2 separate regions of the Rattus norvegicus genome follow, and region 1 is linked to region 2. The links are chromatin contacts, called in public Hi-C maps. All regions are on one chromosome and are shown on one strand. Each heading gives the region's core, a stretch centred on a gene start, on an enhancer-like site or on the middle of the called end of the contact. The rest is flanking DNA. Distances are from core to core; before and after follow the strand shown. Region 1 holds the start of Tspan1 (tetraspanin 1). Region 2 overlaps Lurap1 (leucine rich adaptor protein 1).

Evidence for each region. A called contact is a pair of places that touch in the nucleus more often than the background predicts.
Region 1: a contact with region 2 is called in a Hi-C map of Schwann cells, with 5 times the contacts expected there. The contact joins the promoter of Tspan1 here to the enhancer-like site in region 2. A contact is called at or near these places in 6 of 12 Hi-C or Micro-C datasets (the A7r5 cell line, the Rat2 cell line, Schwann cells and 3 more).

Annotation. Positions count from the first base shown.
Region 1 is chr5:134,886,336-134,890,680 of GRCr8, reverse strand. Tspan1 (tetraspanin 1) reads left to right here and starts at 1,951. Exons shown (of 8, transcript NM_001004236.1): 1 at 1,951-2,070; 2 at 2,585-2,649. The coding sequence starts at 2,593.
Region 2 is chr5:134,852,597-134,857,191 of GRCr8, reverse strand. Lurap1 (leucine rich adaptor protein 1) reads left to right here. Exons shown (of 2, transcript NM_001109263.1): 2 at 446-1,549. The coding sequence ends at 967. Among named protein-coding and RNA genes, the nearest start is that of Lurap1, 10 kb to the left of the region's middle. Within about 2 kb of position 2,236, at least 37 of the 93 cell types and tissues checked have an H3K27ac peak or open chromatin away from gene starts, as enhancers often do. A contact at or near this core is called in Schwann cells, where this site is marked.

The sequences.
Region 1 (4,345 bases), core at 702-3,201, 34 kb before region 2:
AGCGTTAGGGAGGCTGAGGTAGGATGAGCAATAATTCCAGTTAGCTGGGTGTGGTGTTTCACACCTGCAATCCTAGCGCCTAACACAGTCCTTCTACTTCAGTTGTCTGAGTTTGAAGCTAATCTGATCTACAGAGTGAGACCCCTTCTCAAAAGAAAGAAAGCCAGATTGGTGACTCACACCTATGGTCCCAGCACTCTGGAGGCAGAATCAGGCAGGTTTCTAAGTTCAAGGCCAGCCTGGTTCTCTCTCTCTCTCTCTCTCTCTCTCTCTCTCTCTCACACACACACACACACACACACACACACACACACACACACACAAAGGAAAAATAAATAAACAGGGTTGGAGACCAGATGGCCCAACCATTAAGAGCACTAGCTGTTCTCACAGTGGACCCAGTTTGATTCCCAATACTCACATGGGGATTCCTGTCTGTAACTCCAGTTCTATGGGATCTCCTCTCTTCTAGCCTCTGGACTGGGTACACAGACATACATCACACAAAACATTCATACATATTAGATAGAATTTCAATTTAAAAATAAATAAAATAGTCAGACACAGTGACATATGACTTTATTCCCAGCATTTGGGAGTCAGAGGCAGGCAGATCTCTATAGGTTTGAGCTGGCCTGGTGTACATAGTTCCAGGACAGATGGCCAGAGGTAGCTAGTGAGACCCTGTCTTGGAAAACAAACAAACAAACAAACAAAACAACAAAATCCAAATAAATAAACAAATAAAAATTCCCAGGGCCCATACAATTAAGAAATTACAGAACCAGAATTTGAGCCTCTGGTCTGAATGGGTGGGGAACAAGGATTGTGAAGAACCTTTCAGCCAGGAGGAGTGGAGTGAGAAAACAAAGGGGGAGCCCCAGAAAGGACGGGTTGGAACCGTGGGACCAGTGTCTCCTTTGTAGGCCCACAGTGCCACCTGCTGGTAGAAGGACCAGGGCCATACACTGGATTCCAGAACACGGAGATGGGGAAAAAAGAAGAAAAGGGGCATGGCAAAGGATGAAGTGAGGGGGCTGGAGAGATGGCTTAGTGGTTGAGGTTGCAAAGGACCCTGGTTTGATTTCCAGCACCAACATGGTGGCTCACAACTTCTTATAATTTCAGTTCCAGGGCTCCAGGGGATCTGATGTCCTGTCCTGAACTCCATAAGAACCAGGCTCACACATCAGAGCTATGCAGGTAAAAGAATATAAAAAAAGGAGGAGGAGGAGGAAGAGGAAGAGGAGGAGGACCTCAAGGTCTTGTAGGTTTTGTGAAGGAAAGAGAAAAATAACCATTTCCTGTTCTGAGGTGAGAACAGAGGACCATGATCATTTCCTTGAATGTGTGTGTGTGTGTGTGTGTGTGTGTGTGTGTGTGTGTGTGTTCATGTGTATGAGCATGTGTGTTCTCATAAGTGTGCACATGAGTGTGCATTTGTCTGCATGTGCATATGTGTGTGTGCATGAGGGTATGTGCTCAAAAGTGTGTGCATACACTGATGTGTGTGTGCACACGCAGATGAGTGTGAGACGTGTCCATGCACATTCAGGAGTACCACTCTATGTTATATATGTGACTGTGAGTTTTGTGTGTAAACATATGGATGGATGGCAGCTTGAGCAGATGTGAACACACGGATTCGAGGTAAGAATCATATCACACATGCTATTGTGAGCAGGGCACCCCGAAGTTCTGGGAAGCTACTTGTCCGACTCCTGACACTGCTGCCCCGCATATCCCTTTCTAGTAGAGGCAGAGCCTATGGTGACCTTTCCAGGGGGAGATTTGCTTATTGGTTTTAGTGTTGGGAACTTATCTCCAGGCAGTAGGGGGCAGCAGGGGCAAAGAAGGTTAATCAGCCTTGGGTGGGGCCAGAGGGCGGGCGAGCGGGCAGGAGGCTTTTTAAAGCACCTGCCCCACCTGTAGGCGAGCAGTGTTGTGTGAGGACTTGCGGTTCCTTCAGCATTCTGCCCGCGCACTGAGTGGCTGTTTCCTGGAGCTACTGTGTTCCTTCGGGAGTGCAGCAGATCCCGTTCAGAACCTATTACCAAGAGCCCCGAGCAGGTGATGGCACAGGCCAGGGATTAACCTATGAAGAGATACCAGTCTGGAAACAGGTTTGGGGTGCTAGAAAAAGCCATCGGGTGGGTACTGAAGAATCTGAGATTGGTTTAGAAAGAGGACTAGGAAAGACAGGTGTCCGGAAAGGGCGTTGAGTGGTCTGCAGTGTGGGATCAGGCTTGTAATATCTGGGTAGGGATCTGGAGATAGTAAGATCTGAGAACTAGTATAGGTGGGCATATGTGTCAGCATAAAAACTGGAAAAAGTTCTGAGATATTAAGAGTTAAGATGCGGGGTTGGGGATTTAGCTCAGTGGTAGAGCGCTTGCTAGGCCCTGGGTTCGGTCCCCAGCTCCAAAAAAAAAGAAAAAAGAAAAAAAAAAAAAGAGTTAAGATGCAAGGGAAATTTGGTGAGAAACAACAGGATGTTGGACTCTGGTAGGCCAGAGTCCAGAAGCAAAGCCAGCCTAGGGCAAGTGGGAGGTAAGGCCCTAATTTGTTCATGTCCGTTTCCCAGGACCCACCATGCAGTGCTTCAAATTCATTAAGGTCATGATGATCCTCTTCAATCTACTCATCTTTGTAAGTATGGAGGTTGTGGGTTTCTTACAAAAGCAAGTCACAGTCTGAACAGAACGCAGGCTGGAGAATGGGGAACTATGTACCCAGACTCTGCTCTGTAAATTTTCCTATTCGAGAAGGAAGCAGAGGGTCTTTCCCAATGCTGACTCCTGATCCCACTAGCTACCTGGCTGCGGCACAGAAGTTTGGGTGAAGATGGGGGAGGTTAGTGGTAGAGAAGCTTAAGTTTCTCACCTCCCTTCCAGGAAGGATCATTCTGGGGCAGGGTAGGCTAGCAGGAATGACCCTCCCCCTTTTAAAATAGGCATTTTCAGAGAGGAAAGGGGATCTGCTTAAGTTTATAGTGTAAAAGGTAATTCAATGACCCCTGTACATTGAAAAGTTGAGAGTCCATGCCTCTTAGGGTTGACTCTAAGTACGCATTGACTGGGCTGGCACTTAAGGGACTGGAATTGTTATTCAGTGGTAGAGCATTTGTTTAGCATGCGTAAGTCCAGAAACAAAAAGGAAAACATATTCATTGACTAAGACTCAATGCTATGTGCTAGGGTAGAGCCAGGCCATTCGCTGCCCTTGAGAATCTCAGGTCCAGTAAATGAGATAGGCTGCTAATTGTCAAATAGGCTGGTAATTGCTATAGACACTGATAATTGCAAAGTGGTACTTTTATTTAGACTTACCATCCAGGCTAAGGGAGGCCCTGGAGGGGTTTGGATCCAGTCTAGTAGGAAAGTGCTTCCTGGAGGAAGTAGTTGGAGTTGGACATTTGCTTTGGGTGGGGGAGCCGTAAAGTGCGTAGGAAGGCCCAAAGGTAATGAAATTTGATATTGTTTAGAAAACCAGGAACAGATTATATAGGGCTTGTTTGAGAAGCTGAGCCATGAGGCCCAAACCCTGGAGATAGTGACAGAGATAAGGAGCAATGGACACAGTAAACAAAGGTGGCAGAGGAGTGGTAAGACAAAGACGTGTTAGAAAGGGTTTGAGCAATGTAGGGGGAAAGAAGAGGTCATCCGACACACTCACGTGTACCCAATGGAGGGGCATGGATATATGAAAGTCTTGTGCCTGTGAGCAGCCAATGAAGTCATCGGGGTGGGGGTGGGACTCTGGCAACAGTAAGGGAAAGTCTGCCTTTCATCCTTCGTGTAGCCCTGTGTGGTCTCAAAGTCAGTTCTTGGAAACTGGTAGTTTTAGAGATGAACTGAAAAATAGCCACCATGAAGGGGGTGAGGGACAGTAGGAAGGGAGGGAGGAAAAGAAGGGGTGTCTGAAAACAGTGGTCAGGGGCCGATGTCACTGGAGAATAATGAGTGGGAGGGGAGAGAATAGAGACATGACGTGTGTGCCAGTTTAGAGAAACTGGACAAAATGGTAGGTAGTCTCTTTGACTCCAATGTGGTCTGTACCTTGGGCTTCCCTTGGCTGCCAAGAACTAGGTTTCATTCAGATAACTGAAGGAAACGCTAGGGTTTCAGTAATTGGGAAAGCCAGGGCTCTGGTCTGATAGGGTTAATGGCAAATCCAGTTTGGTTTCTGTTGCCTAGGCCTTGCCAGACCGGGCAGAACAAAGTAGGAAAGGCAGGCTCCTTGAAATTTGACCCTGGAGGCTAGCAGCCCAGCTCTTTTGTCATTAAGCAAACATCCTGGGGTATAGCCACAATATATATCTTTTTATGCCCATGCCAGACTGGTC
Region 2 (4,595 bases), core at 987-3,486:
TGATAGCTACTTAGAATCATGCAGCTAATCAATAGGGAAGTTGTTTTGTTGTTTTTTGGGGGGGGGTTGTTTGTTTTGTTTTGTTTTTGAGCTGTGACTTCTCTTAAGCTCTGTAGACCAGGCTGGCCCCAAACTCAGAGATCCACCTGCCTCTGCCTCCAAGTGCTGGGATTAAAGGCATGCGCCACCACTGCCTGGTTGGAAAGTTGTCTTTTTGTTTGGTGCAAGTCATGGAACCCAGGATTTCACACATGCTAAGGAGGCAAGTCGATCTCCACTGAGCTGTATCTCCAGCCTAGATCCATCTGAAAATTTAAACAGGGGTCTCTTTGCTCTAAAGCCTGTATCTCTTCCCGTGTTTTTTTAAAAGTGAAGTGTAGCCGCCTGGACCACCTGGGAAACTCATAGCCTGAAAGGGAACTAATGTCTTTTCTCACTTCCTCAGGCTTACCTGCGAGCCATCGATGTGAAGATTCTGCAGCAGCTGGTGACCTTGAATGAGGGAATTGAGGCAGTGCGCTGGCTGCTGGAGGAGCGGGGGACACTGACCAGCCATTGCAGCAGTCTCACCAGCAGTCAGTATAGTCTGACAGGGGGAAGCCCAGAACGCTCAAGGCGGGGCAGTTGGGACAGCCTGCCAGATACCAGTTCAACTGACCGGCTGGACAGTGTCTCTATTGGCAGCTTCTTGGACACGGTGGCCCCCAGAGAGCTGGATGAACAAGGACACCCTGGGCCTTCCTGTCCTGAGATTGACTGGGCAAAGGTTATACCCAGTGAGGACAGGGCCAGGACTGAGGTGGACATGACATCCACCAAGCTAGGGAGCCTAACAGCTACATGGAAACTTCCAGGGGACGGGCTCCAATGTGGACCACCTGAGCCATCAGAAGATGACAGTGCTAAGCAGGGCTTTGAGGCTCATTGGTACTGGGGACAGTGCCAGGATGATGTGACCTTCTTGTAAAAACTTTCCTACCCATTTGCACTTTGTGGCTCTTTCAAATTTTGGCCCAAGTCTCCCTCAATTTTCTCTCCACCTCCAACTAGACGGGGGCTGGAGGCTGTACTACAATCAGTTACCATGGAAGCCTGGCTTATCTCTCTGGTTCCTGGGGAGCCTCTGCATTTATCCCTCAATTATTAGGTCCCTAAGGCTATCTCCATAGAGATATTGACTCTAGAGGCCTAGCCTGTGGCTCCTGATGTAAGGCTATCTCCATTCCCCTCCCCAGTGAGGTGAGTTTTATGGAATGTAGGGCCTCTAGGAGATCACTGAGGAAGAGATCTCATCAAAGCTTAGGAGCCAGGAATGCCTCTTACCAAAAAAATGGAGAATTGACCCTGTTTCAAAATGCTCAAACCCCCAAGGATTGGTCCGCCTAGATACCTTTGGAGTTGGGAGACCAACCCTTTCATGCCTGCTGGGTGATGTCGTTTCTTGTCATGATACATGAAGAGTGCTTCCTCTATACCAGTCCTGGTGGGTTTGGCATTTAAAGTCCCTGCCACTGCCTCTTGTGAGAAGGAACATGTCGTTCTTCCTGGCAAATGTGTGTGCTGCTTTTCTCAAGTTCTTACTTTTCAAACATGGTGTTTTCATGTTGTTCTCAAGGCTTCCACTTACAGCCCAGGGCTGTAAGGATACTCTTGTCGAGTAAGAAACTCAGAGGCCTCCACCCTAGGCTCCCAAATCTCTTGGCTCACTTTACTGCAGACTTTTGTCTGGCTCTGGGCTGCCCCATCACTGATTCTTGCCTCCAGATCTGTCTGCCAGAGTTCAGCCGGAGTACCCTCACAGCGTCTCAGTTTCCTTTTTAGGTCTCTGTGGGGTTTTTTGTTTTGTTTTTTCGGTTTGTTGTTGTTGTTTTTTTGTTTTGTTTTGTTTTTGGAGACAGGGTTTTTCTGTGTATCCTTGGCTGTTCCGGAACTCAGTCTATAGATCAGGCTAGCCTTGACCTCAGATATCTGGCTACCTCAGCTTCCTGAGTGCTGGGGTTAAGTGTGTGCCACTGCTACCCAGCTGGCCCTCTTCATTTCTATGTGTGTCTTACCCCACTGTTGCTTGAATAGGAGAGTGAAGGTCTCAGGATTCTGGAGACACTCTTGGGTAGTGGGACAATCTTGTCATCTCTGGCTCTGTGATTACTTACCCTTCCCTCATTCTGGCCAGCCTTCCACAGTTTGGTCACAAGGATGCTTGCCTGAAGTTGAGACACAAGGAATCCCTTTGTCTGAACTACAATGTGGGAGTGTAGCAGGAAAACACAGAGGCCCTTTGGTCCCTGGGCCTCATCAAGAAGAGACTATGCAAAGCCCTTTTTTAGGGCAAGCCCCTGACTCCTAGACTTGATGGGTAATCAGGACCGGCTCTAGGGTTGGCTCCCAAGGCCCTAGCTAATTATACTAGAGAAGAAATCCAGGGAAATTGCTATTCTGGGGTTCAGGCCCAGAGAAAGGGGATGGGGCATGGGCAGGGTTGAGGACAAAGGATGTGGTTAAACTGGGACAAATAAGCAAGGTGTGTTAGAGCACGCATTGGATCCCAGCACTCAGGAGGCAGAGGTGGGTGGGTCTCCCTGAGGTCCAGGCTAGCCAAGGCTATACCACATAGTGAGACCCCGTCTCAAACAAAACAAAACAACAACAACAACAACAATCAAACCAGAATGACTTCTTGGCAATTAATGTTTTGAGTCCCAGGCAACTGCCCTGTCTTTCTAGGGCCCTGAATTTGGATTCCTGCAGGGGGAAAGGATGATCTTTGTTCAGTGGACCCTCCTGAGTTGAAGGAGTCTTCGTCAAATCCCAGAATAACAGCCATTTTCTGCTTTTCAGAAATCCCATGTTGGGGAAAGGGAGGTAGCCAAGTTGACTGTGTCTATTCTCCTGTCTCCAAGCTCCAATACCTCGATAGTCGTTTCACTTTTTTTTTTAAGATTTATTTATCTTATTAATAGATGGCTGTGAGCCACCATGTGGTTGCTGGGATTTGAACTCAGGACCTTTGGAAGAGCAGTCAGTGCTCTTAACCACTGAGCCATCTCTTCAGCCCTCGATAGTTGTTTCAAATCCTACAGCAGTACACCTCTGGCTCCTCTCCTCCCCTGCCTCAACGTGATCACATTTCTAAAGTGACTTCTGCTCTTCTCTGTTGTTGCCAGATCTCCTTCTTGTGCCTATAGCTCATACCTCTCCTTACCATGGCCATAGCTCTGGGGTTCAGACTCCACCTTCCTATGCCCATCCATAGCTGTGGGGTTTAACTTCTCCTTACTGCGCCCATAGCTCTGGGACTCCTGCTTTCTTGCCCTTAGACTGGAATTTTTATGTCTACAGCTCTCCCTTTCCTCTTGGAAGCACTCTATTGTATTCCTTTTTTTTTTTTTTTTTTGAGGCTTTAAACTGAGCTGAAGAGATTGCCTGCCTCCTGGTGGCCACTATGCAACATTGCTTGAGTTGCTGGGTGAAATCCCCAAGTTTAAATGTAATTCGGTCTAGCCTTTAAGTACAGAGAGGATTAGGCCTAGAGATGGCATAGATTTGCCCAGTTCTACCTGTTGTGAAGCTGTAGCAATAGCAATGTTACAGACCTTACTGTCTGCCCGCAAACCCACAGCTCCTTCCTGAGGCCCACTACCCAGTCAACACCCCAAAGCCCAAAGGATTTGAAAATTACAATCCTCATTGTAGGATTTGAGACCTATCTGGGTAATCCCAGGCACTTGACAGGACAGATCAGGAGTTCAAAGTCATCTTCAGCTACATAGCAGGTTAGTTCAAGGCCTATATGACTATATGAGACTCTCTCTGTCTCTCCCTCTGTCTGTCTCTGTCTCTCCCTCTGTCTGTCTCTGTCTTTCCCTCTGTCTGTCTCTGTCTCTCCCTCTGTCTCTCCCTATCTCTCTGTCTCTCTGTCTGTCTCTCTCTCTGTTTGTCTCTCTCTGTCTCTCTCTCTTTCTCTCTCTCTCTCTCTCTCTCTCTCACACACACACACACACACAAACACACACACACACACACACACACACACACACACACACACACACACACACACACCCTACCCCTAAAGAGTCAATTGAGTCTTTAGAGGACAGGGATTCCAACCTGACTAGGTAAAGGTCATGCTGATCTGGACATCAGATAGGAAAATCCATATCAGTATTTTTTTCTGAGAAAGAAAGGTGACATGGTTCATGGGGAGGAGTTGGAACTTAGAAGCTGAATTGGGTGAAATTAGGAAAACCGAGTTGATCTCACGTAGGGAAGGTGCTCCACAGTTCAGAAAAGATTCAAAAGTGTTGGGCAGGAGACATGTGTGAGTGATTTTTGAGATTCCAGTGTTTAACTTGTTTTGAGACAGGTTCTCTCTACATAGCACTGGTTGTCTTAGAACACAACATTGTAGGCCAAGCTGGTCTCAAACTCACAAAGATCTGCCTGCCTCTGCCTACCAAGTGCTGGGATTAAAGTGTGTATCCAGAGTTGCTATTGTCTTTGAAGTTGTTTTTTTCAAAGAGCATCTATGTTGTAGCCAATGTTGCTCTGACACTATGTAGCCCAGTCTTGGCTGGAACACATGGCAATACTCCTGC